Linked DNA regions of Mus musculus: all the other regions are linked to region 1. Evidence: chromatin contacts called from public promoter capture Hi-C data. All regions are on one chromosome and are shown on one strand. Each heading gives the region's core, a stretch centred on a gene start, on an enhancer-like site or on the middle of the called end of the contact. The rest is flanking DNA. Distances are from core to core; before and after follow the strand shown. Region 1 holds the start of Ptbp3 (polypyrimidine tract binding protein 3). Region 2 holds the start of Hdhd3 (haloacid dehalogenase-like hydrolase domain containing 3). Region 3 holds the start of Bspry (B-box and SPRY domain containing).

Region 1 (3,095 bases), core at 380-2,879:
GTCAAAGTTCAAGGCCAGCCTGGTCTACAGAGTAAGTTTCAGGACAGCCAGGGCTACACAGAGATCTCAACCCTATCTTGAAAAACCAAGCAACTAACTAAAAACAAACACAAACAAACAAACAGGGAAATTTATTATAAAATATACCTCAAATACAGCAATAGAACACTCCATCGGCTGCTTCTCTCTCCCTTCCTCTTCTCTCTCCCTTCCTCTTCTCTCCTCTCCCTTCTTCTCCTGAGTGAGTGCTGGGATTAAAGTCATGTGCTATCACCACCTGGTCCGCTGCTTTTCTCTGACATTTTATTATTACTTTATTTTTCTGTGACCTAGGATGGCCTGAAACATACTATGTAGCTCAAGGTAGCCTTAAACTCAGGTAGGAATTATAGGCACAGTTATGTGCCTATATACCAAGTTGCTATTTTAAAATCCCATGTGGCAATGTAGGGTGGAAATGTTTCTAAACTTAATGTTTAGATTTAACATACAAAATGTTTTTTGACATCTTCTTGAAAAGGGGAACTGAAATTTCTTTAAAAATGACCTTCCTGAATTGCAAGCTGGTTATACTTTTTTTTTTTTTTTTTTTTAAAGAAGTGTCTACTTATTTTAAAGTAGGTAATCAGGAAAGAGATTGAAGTTGTTACTTCCTTTGAAATGGTGTGGGCAGACTTTGAAGACATGGCTTAAATGGCTCAAATTTCAATGATCTGTGAATTGAAAAAGCATTCCGTTCGTTCAGAAGTAGATGTGCTTTGAAAGAGGGGGAACGTGTGTTCTCACTAGTTATACACATTATATGTACTAAATAGCTGTTTTACGTTTTACGTGTAACTTGGTTTTGCTCATACTAGAGGAAAGGGTTTTGGTGCAAACAAAACATTTTCTGGCTGTGAAATTTCGGAGATCTCTCGCGTACCTGGGAAAACATTAATCCTTTCCAATCAGGCTCCCCCAGCCCCGCCCCGCGGAAGGATGAATAAATAAACTTATAAAATACTGGCATTGTAATGGCCATTAAATAGCTATGCAATGAAAGTTTCTTTTAGTATTTGATTGTTGGGTAGAAAAGCACTCAGATTAAAACCGTGTGAAAGTGAAGATGGACTTCAGTCCTGGGCAGTCTCATCTACTTCATTTCTTTCCCAACCACACCTATCCGTCCAGTGCAGGTCTCGGAGGTCAGGGTCTGGCGGACAGGCTACCGTCGCTGCTCTCAGGTCCGGAAAGACCACTGTCCACCCCTGCCCCGTGGACGTCGCGCGGGTCCCCTGCCGTGCTGCCAGCAGTGTCGCCCGCCAGTAGTAACTCTGCTCTGCTTCAAAAGTTCCCTGGGGTCCCCAGGCTTTTCTAGCCAGCACCGTTCAGGGCCCTAAGCCTGAGTCCCGGGAGCCGGAAGGCCCGCGGGCTTGTAGGAGGGCGAGTCGCGAAGCGGGAAGCACAAGGCGCGCGTTCCCGCGAACGCAGGCGCGACGCTGGGCGGGGGGCGCGCACGCGCGCGGAGGCATGGGCGGGGGTGGTGGTGTCGGGGCGGGGCAAAGAGGCGAAGGCGGGAAGAGGGCGCCCTGGAGTCCAGCCGAGCCCCGGGAGGGCGTCGACGCCGAGGGGGCGGGGCCAGGCGAGGCGGGAACGCGCTCGCGGGCCGGGAGGGCGGGGGCGCGGCGCTGGCGAGAGCGTGCCCGGTCCCCGCCCCTGTTTCCCACTCTTCCTTCCACCTCTGACCGGCCGGAGCTGCGGAGCGGCTCCGCTCGCTGGTTTCCCGGAGCCGCCGCCCGCTTTCTCCGCCCGCGGTGAGCCCGTCAATCCCCGCACAACGCGCTCCTCCATCTGGGCCATGGATGGGTAAGTGCCGGGTGGCCGTTCCGGGGCTGCGCTGGCCTCGTTTCCTCTCGGCGACGCGTCCCGCCGAGGCCGGGGAGCAGGGCGCGACGCCGGCTAGCGGAGGAGCGGCCCGGGGCTAAGCCCGACGGCAGGGACCTTGGGAGCGCGGGGGTCTGTCCGCCGCGGTCTCCGCTTCCTGCGCGCGGCGCCCCCGTCACGTCCGCCCCTCGCAGCCTCGGGGCGCCTTCGGGAAGCAGAGACGAGCCAGGGCCGGGGTGCCGGGCCGGACTCCCCACACTTCCTCTCAGAAAATGGTGCGCGGCGCTGGCGGGGGCGGAGGCTGAGGCGGCCGCGGCGCTCGGGGAGTTGCTGTTTACCGGTGGGGTGGGGCGCGCGGCGGAGCTTTCCCCCGGCGGCGGGCCCGGGCGAGCGGCGACAGCCGTCTGGGCGGCGACCGGGTCTCGAACTGCGGGCCCGTGCGGGTCTCGGAACCGGCGGGGTCTCCCGATTTGGGCTGTGAGATACGTTAACCACTTCTAAATACCGAGCGTCTGCACTTTATCACCAGGGACGCTTCCTCTTCGTTCCCCACCCCCAAGAAACTTCGTGAATTCGCCTCGGGCGATGTCAGATATTGTGTAAGTGTAGATTTCCGGGCGCTTTCAACTGCTCGGTTTAAATGGGGTCTGTGACTAAAAGGGGGAAAAAAAAAAGAAAAAAGAAAAAAAAAAAAAGATTTACAGTCACCTTTTCCGAGCTCGTAATTTCTCTGGGAACTCTGGAACATGGGGCAGGACCTGATGTATTTTAATAAAAAGCGTGAATTGAGGGTCATATAGTCAAGATTAAAAAAAACCACCAACAACTCCAAGTCAATTAGAAATTCCACCTTTTATTTATTTAAACCTTTGCCGTTTGAGTTGTTCCTTAACCCCCTCCCCCGCCGACTTTTGTTGACAAGGATTCTATAAACTGCGGAATGGTGGAGCATATAACTTGTTTGAAAAGTAAAATACATTTAGTAACTTGCCGCGTAGTTGATCATACGTGTTTAAGTGAGGACACTAGAATTTTACAATTTTTGCCCTCGTTAGGTTTCGTTTATCTTAATTTCACAATATTGTGATATATGGTTTATCTCATTTGAATGCAGATTGCACACTGCTGCAGATATCAAAGTGCAATTTTAGATTTTGATTTATGGTTGTGATGCTCTTTAAAGTATTTTTATTTAATGGGAGCTACTTTGCGAGCGAACGCTTCACCTTGAG
Region 2 (3,095 bases), core at 392-2,891, 3.0 Mb before region 1:
ACCTAGAGACAATAAAAAGTAGATTCTAGTGGCCCAACAGTTAGGTCAAGGTCATTGGCCCAGGTGAGCCAATCAATACACGCTGGCAAACCCTCTTTGGAGATGGGCAGCGTGCTGTGTAGTATGTGACCTGAAACAAAACCCTTAAGCACCTAGAAGTCTGTTTTCTCTCCTGAAAAGAATCTTCTTAAATGCTCAAAGAGGTTTTCTGTGTGATCTGACTTGATATCAACCATCTGTCACTGTGCCAACAGCACATGGAGAGACCTACCAAATGGCAGCTGACATTGATTATCTTGGAAATCTACTTAAAGCTAGCCTGGATTCTAGCTTTACTAAGTTACTCGTGTCTAGTCTCCAGGGTGGCAGAGTTGGAATCAGAACCTACAGGCTTAGGTTTGAGGTGACCCTGAAAAGAGATACAGTCAGGGATTCCAGGATTCTCTGAAGAACAGGTGGGCCTCTGATGTCCTGGCTATCCTTTCTACCTCCATTTCTGAGGAGCAAGCTTGTTCGGCAAAACCAGTCTGGCAGGTGAGCTGACTGCTCTGTGACTTTGCACTTTGCTTTCTGAGGCCCAGGGAGAGGGAGTTGAGTCCATCTAAAGTCCACAGAGCCAGGAGATAACAGAAGATGTTTTAAGAGGGTACCTGTGGGGGAGGGGAAGAAAAGAGCAGAGGGAAGCCCTCCTGCCCCTGCCCCCCAGCCAATTCCTTGGCAGCACTTACAGCTCATTTCCGTTATGAACTTGGTTTTTGCCTGATCCTCCCATGTTCGCGTAGGCAGGAAACTGACATTTTCCTGCTCTATCCACGCGTCAGACACAGAATACAGGTGCTTACTTGGCACCTCACGAATCAACTAGGTTGAGAGGAAAGCTTTGCTTTTTTGCTTTCAACGGTACTTTTGAATATAAACGTGTATTTCAGTTATGAAAACCGCATTTAAAGGGAAACTCTTCTTTCCTTTAAATGTTTGTTTGTTTTTTGTTTTTTGTTTTTTTACAGAGAGAAACTAGGTTAGACAGACACGGCGGTGGCACGCCCATTATCCCAGCACTTGGGAGGCTGAGGCAGGAAGATGCTCAGGACCCGTTTGCCTGCATAGTGAGACCCTATCTTAAAACCAAGTGTCTAGGTTATTGCAGTCAACAAACTGTGTGTGTGAGACAAGAAGTTCCCTTCTAGAACCAACTGGGGTCTCTCAGAACAGAAAGGGACAGAGCCTTGCTGGAGTCCTCACTGCGTTTGGGGAGCCGGCCTGAGCCCTAACCCCACTCCCCGCCATTGCCATTCCCAAGTTAGTCTAGGTCCCCTAAGTGTCTCCATCCCACGGAGGCGGGGGCCGGGGGATAGAGATGAGAAGCAAAGAGAACACCTGGGTTGTGATAATGAGTATAAGGGCAGTGGGGAGGAACGTGATGAGGGGTGAGACAGTGACCTTAAGAAGCCAGGGGACGGTGAGAGGGCGTGAGACAGGGAGCAGGGAAGCTACGGGGTAACCTAAGGGACAAGAGGCCCAAGACTCAGCGTGGCGAGTGACGGGCGCGAGGGAGGAGCTTGGTGACGCCTAGAGTGGGGCGGGGCGAGAATCAATGGCAAGTCCGAGGGTCGCGAGCTACTGATCGCCTACATAGAGCCGGTGGAGCAGCCGCTGCGTCTCAGGTCTCTTTTCCCGAGCCAGGTGGGTGCGGAGGCCCGGGGCTGGGTGGAGGGTGCTAAACCGTGGGAATCCGTGCAGTCGAGCTGGGGACGCTGGAGGCCAGCCAGCAGTGGACTTGGCCCCGGAGGCTCCAGTCTCGCGTCCCGCTGCTTTTAGGGTAGTCAGTCCTGCAGCGGAGCCCCAGCCCCGCTATGACTTTTGTCCTGAGACATCCAGAGGACTTTCGGAACCAGTCTGGTTCCTGGCTGGGCCTCAGCCTACCTACCTGCTCGATGAGAGCCCTTTTAAAGTTGTCTCACTATTTCGAGCTGACTTAAATCTCTTCTTTGTCACATTTCTTTACGCGCCCCGCCCCCACACCCCTCCTCACCTCTGTTTTGTTTGGCTGCATTCTGAATGAACCCCGGACCCCACAGATTGAAAGACACAGCTAAGCAGTCCCCTCTGTCTGGAGACAAACCTGCAATCAGTCTCTGACTCCAGGCAGAGAACTGACAGTTGGGTATTTGGCACTAATAACTCCAGGGAGAACTTGCAGCTCAGAGCCAAGTTGGAACGGACTGTCTTCTGTCCCACTCTTCCCAGGCTCAACATAATCCAACTTTTAAAAGAATATAAACATGGGTAAGCAAAGGCAGCCCTGGCTAGAGTCTGGACATTTGGGTTCTAATCCAGGCTGTTGGCAGGTTCACAGCCCCTCTCTGGTTCCACCAGCTCCTCACCAGTTATGTTGTTGGTCAGAGTCTCCAGGAACCTTTCTCTTTTTTGACATTACTAGTAATTTTTTTAAATGAAGCCAAGTTGGAAATTTTATTAATAACATTTTAATGCAGGATTAAGCATGAGGGTTAGGGGGGAAAGAAGGACTCTGAGGAAAGTCAAGCATACTCAAATATAAATATGGGTTTCTTAAACAAGGGCACCATTTTCTAATAATTGTAAAAGGGTCATGGGCTGGAGAGATGGCCCAGAAGTTAATAGCACTGCTGTTCTTCCAGAGGACCCAGGTTCGATTCCCAGCACCCATGTGACAGCTCACAAATGTCTGAAATTCCAGTTCCAGGGCATTTGACACCTTCTTCTGGCTTCACAGGCACCAGGCGTGACGGAGGTGCACTTATATACATGGAGGCAAAACCACATACAGATAATGGCAGGCATAACTGCTTCCTGACTTTGACCTACAGGGCTATGCACCTGAGCTCAGCTCTGCCCAGAGCACTAGACTTTGCCCAGCCTCAAGGAAGTTTATATATATTTTTTCTGTATGTTCTTTCCTCGGGATTCCTCAACCTGCTAAGGAAATTCCCTGAGTTCAAAGACTGACTTTGGTTCCAGATTTATAGCCTCATGGCACATACCAACTTCACTGTGCTTGTTTTATAGGTTTTTGGTCTACAGAGAAACCCTTAGTATTTAATACCTAGAAATGC
Region 3 (3,095 bases), core at 359-2,858, 2.9 Mb before region 1:
CTAAAATACATGAGGCTCTGGTTAAACACAGCATCAAAAACAAAACAAAACAAAACAACCCAAAACTCTAAAGTAAAAAGAAAGATGGCAAGACTCACTTCCCTTACACCAAGGCTGGGTGTAAGGTGTTAGGGTAGCTCAGGGAAGGCACCCGGGGCAGAGTACCAAGCTTGCTCTCCTGCCCTGGCCTTCACCCCTCTCACCACTCATACAGGCATGAAGGCTACTTTCAAGGTTTTCCATGAGGTCACTTCCTCTTCATAACCACTGAGATCAAAAAGTGGTTTCCTCTTGCCCGGTCAATGAATCTCCCCCTCTTAAACCCTGACTATTAAGAGTTACCATCCTCCTGTGGGCCCTTTTCCTCGTCTGAAAAACCTTAGTTAGAACCCACGCTTCAGCCTGGATGGAACTCGATGATAAGTATCTAAGTCCTTAGGAATTTGTAAAAGCCTTACCCATGATGCAAGCTGATTTATATCAACTTTTCTCAAGTCTATTTTCACCATCCCTGAGTAACTGAACTCCACCGGCCCCAGTTTCCAGGGAGGTGTGTTTATTACAATCTGGTTTGAGTAGGTGATGTCCCCAGCGACAGCTCTCAGTGCACAGCAGGGCTCGGTGCCAGGGTGGGGTTGGGAGAATTAAGCCATTTAATCAAATTGCAAGGAGTTCCCCAGGGGCCTCAGCTAAAATGAAAGGAAGACGACGGCTGCACCAAGGTGACTTGGCCTCCAATCTCAGCAGCTCAGGGAAAAGGATCAGGGTGTAACTGGAAAATGACCAGCCTAGAGCCACACTGAACCAAGAGATGAGGAGACCTTAGGAGATAGAGTGCCCTGCTATTCTTCCACCCTATCCATCACTTCAATTACAGTCTGGCCAGGTTGGAAGGGAACTGGATCCCTCACCAGGAAACCTGAAAGGGGGGAGAGGGTGACTCTAAGTCAAGAGGTTAGGGGGGGACTAAGTTTTTACGAGGTCAGCTATAACAATCACGTGGTGTTATGAATGCCTAGAAACTACTGGTGAGAGACACCAAGCTTGGATCAGTGACTCACAGGGAGGGGGCAGGATTCAAACTCCGATCCAGTTTACTCCAGAGGTCACACCTTTAACCACCTCCTTCTGCAAGGGAAGCCACAGAAAAGCCACTATCCCCCACCCACCCACCCCGGTCCCTGGTCCCTGCCAGTTCCCCCGCCCCAAGAAAGTTCCCGGCCCCACGCCCGCTTACTCTCAGCTCCTCCGCGTGCTCCTCCGCTCGACGGATGCGGTGCCGGTGACAGCGGCCGCCAAACCCGGCGCAGGTGGCGCATACCGGCCGTCGCTCCGAGAGGCAGAACCAGCTCAGAGGCTCGAAGTGCTCGGGGCACAACTGGCTCCGCTCGGACCCCTGCTTCGGTCCCCTCCTCAGTCCGGATCGCGGCCCCGGCTCCGGCCCGGACTCGGGTCTGGGCTCCGGTCCCGGTCCCGGCTTCGGCCGGGACTCCGGTCGGGACTCCGGTCCGGGCTCCGGTCCCGGCTCCGGCTCCGGCCCGGACTCGGACCCGGACTCCGTCCCGGAGACATCCGCGGACATGGCCGAGAGCCGGAGGCCGCGCGCTCCACCTGTCGCAGGTACCGAGGGCGTGGCCCTTCCAGGCCCCGCCCTCTCTGGCTTCGCCCCTCCCAGGCTGCGCCCGCGCGCTGACCCACACCACACTGGTTCCGCCTGCATCTGTAGGCTGTGGTTCTTTATAGGATTAAGTTGTGTTGTGTCAGAGTTTTAAAAACAAACAGCTGGGAGCTGGAGAGATGGCTCAGCGGTTAAGAGCGCCGACTGCTCTTCCGGAGGTCCCGAGTTCAAATCCCAGCAACCACATGGTGGCGCACAACCACCCGTAACGAAATCTGATGCCCTCTTCTGGTGTGTCTGAAGATAGCTACAGTGTATTTACATACATTAAATAAATGGATAAATCTTAAAAAGAAAAGAAATACCTCAAGATACGTGATGTGTTTGATTTAAAAAAAACAAAAAACAAAAAAAAAAACAACTGACATTCTAGTGCCTATACGAATCTTTAGTAAGCAGTTACGAAGTGTCAGATTTTTTGCTAAATGCATTAACAGCGTGTTTGAGGGGCAGCTTTAGGCATGTGTCTTAAATACAGGCTCATTTCTCAGCTGTGCTTGACTGTTAAAGGGGGTTGAGGCGATCTCACTCTCATACTTGGGTTGAGGAGTATATAAATGAAAGCACATGAAATGAGTCAGTTATGGTGACACAAATCTGTAATCCCAACACTTGGGAGATAGAAGTGGGAAGATCAGGAGTTCAAGGTCATCCTCAAACATATAAGGTTCGAGGCCAGCTGGGTTACGTAAGACTTTGTCTCAAAGACACATTAAAAAAACAAAACAAACAAATAAAACAAACAAACAAACAAACAAAACACAAAAAACCAAGCTGTGAGTGGTGGCATGTGCCTTTAATCCAAGCACTCAAGAGCCAGTAGCTGGGCTGGAGAGATGGCTCAGCGGTTAAGAGCACTGACTGCTCTTCCGAAGGTCCCAAGTTCAAATCCTAGCAACTACATGGTGGCTCACAACCATCTGTAATGAGATCTGACACCCTCGTCTGGTGTGTCTGAAGACAGCTACAGTGAACTTACATATAATAAATAAGTCTTTAAAAAAAAAAAGAGGCAGAAGCTGATGGATTTCTGTGAGTTAGAGGCAGCCTGGTTTTACATAGCGAGTTCCAGGCCACCAGGACAGCCAGAGCTACAGAGGGAGATAGTCTTAAAACAAAACAAAGCAAAAAAGAAAAGTTATGAACAGTGTCAGGCACACAGCAGCTGCTCAGTGCTAACAGCAAAAGGAAAAACACTTATGACAATTTTTATCACATTTATTTATTTAGAGAGAGAATATTTGAATACTTTGGAAGTGTATGTACCACAGTGCATTCGTAAACCAGAGGACAGCTTGCAGGAATAGGATCCCTCCTTCCATGTAGGTTTTGGAAGTTGGACCTAGGTCACCAGACTTGGCAGCAAGCGCCTTCACTCTCTAAGTAACCCCATGCCTGATTACTATTTTATGGAAAT

Evidence for each region. Promoter capture Hi-C pulls out the DNA fragments that hold promoters and counts their contacts.
Region 2: a promoter capture Hi-C map of liver shows a contact between it and region 1, with 5 times the contacts expected there. The contact joins the promoter of Hdhd3 here to the promoter of Ptbp3 in region 1. A contact is called at or near these places in 2 of 39 promoter capture datasets (both in liver) and 1 of 115 datasets of contacts at active chromatin or transcription factors (astrocytes).
Region 3: a promoter capture Hi-C map of liver shows a contact between it and region 1, with 4 times the contacts expected there. The contact joins the promoter of Bspry here to the promoter of Ptbp3 in region 1.

What each region holds. Positions count from the first base shown.
Region 1 is chr4:59,547,898-59,550,992 of GRCm38.p6, reverse strand. It overlaps Ptbp3 (polypyrimidine tract binding protein 3), which reads left to right and starts at 1,629. Exons shown (of 14, transcript NM_178164.3): 1 at 1,629-1,845.
Region 2 is chr4:62,500,746-62,503,840 of GRCm38.p6, reverse strand. Hdhd3 (haloacid dehalogenase-like hydrolase domain containing 3) reads left to right here and starts at 1,641. Exons shown (of 2, transcript NM_024257.1): 1 at 1,641-1,683.
Region 3 is chr4:62,478,580-62,481,674 of GRCm38.p6, reverse strand. It overlaps Bspry (B-box and SPRY domain containing), which reads right to left and starts at 1,608. Exons shown (of 7, transcript NM_138653.1): 1 at 1,238-1,608. The coding sequence starts at 1,582.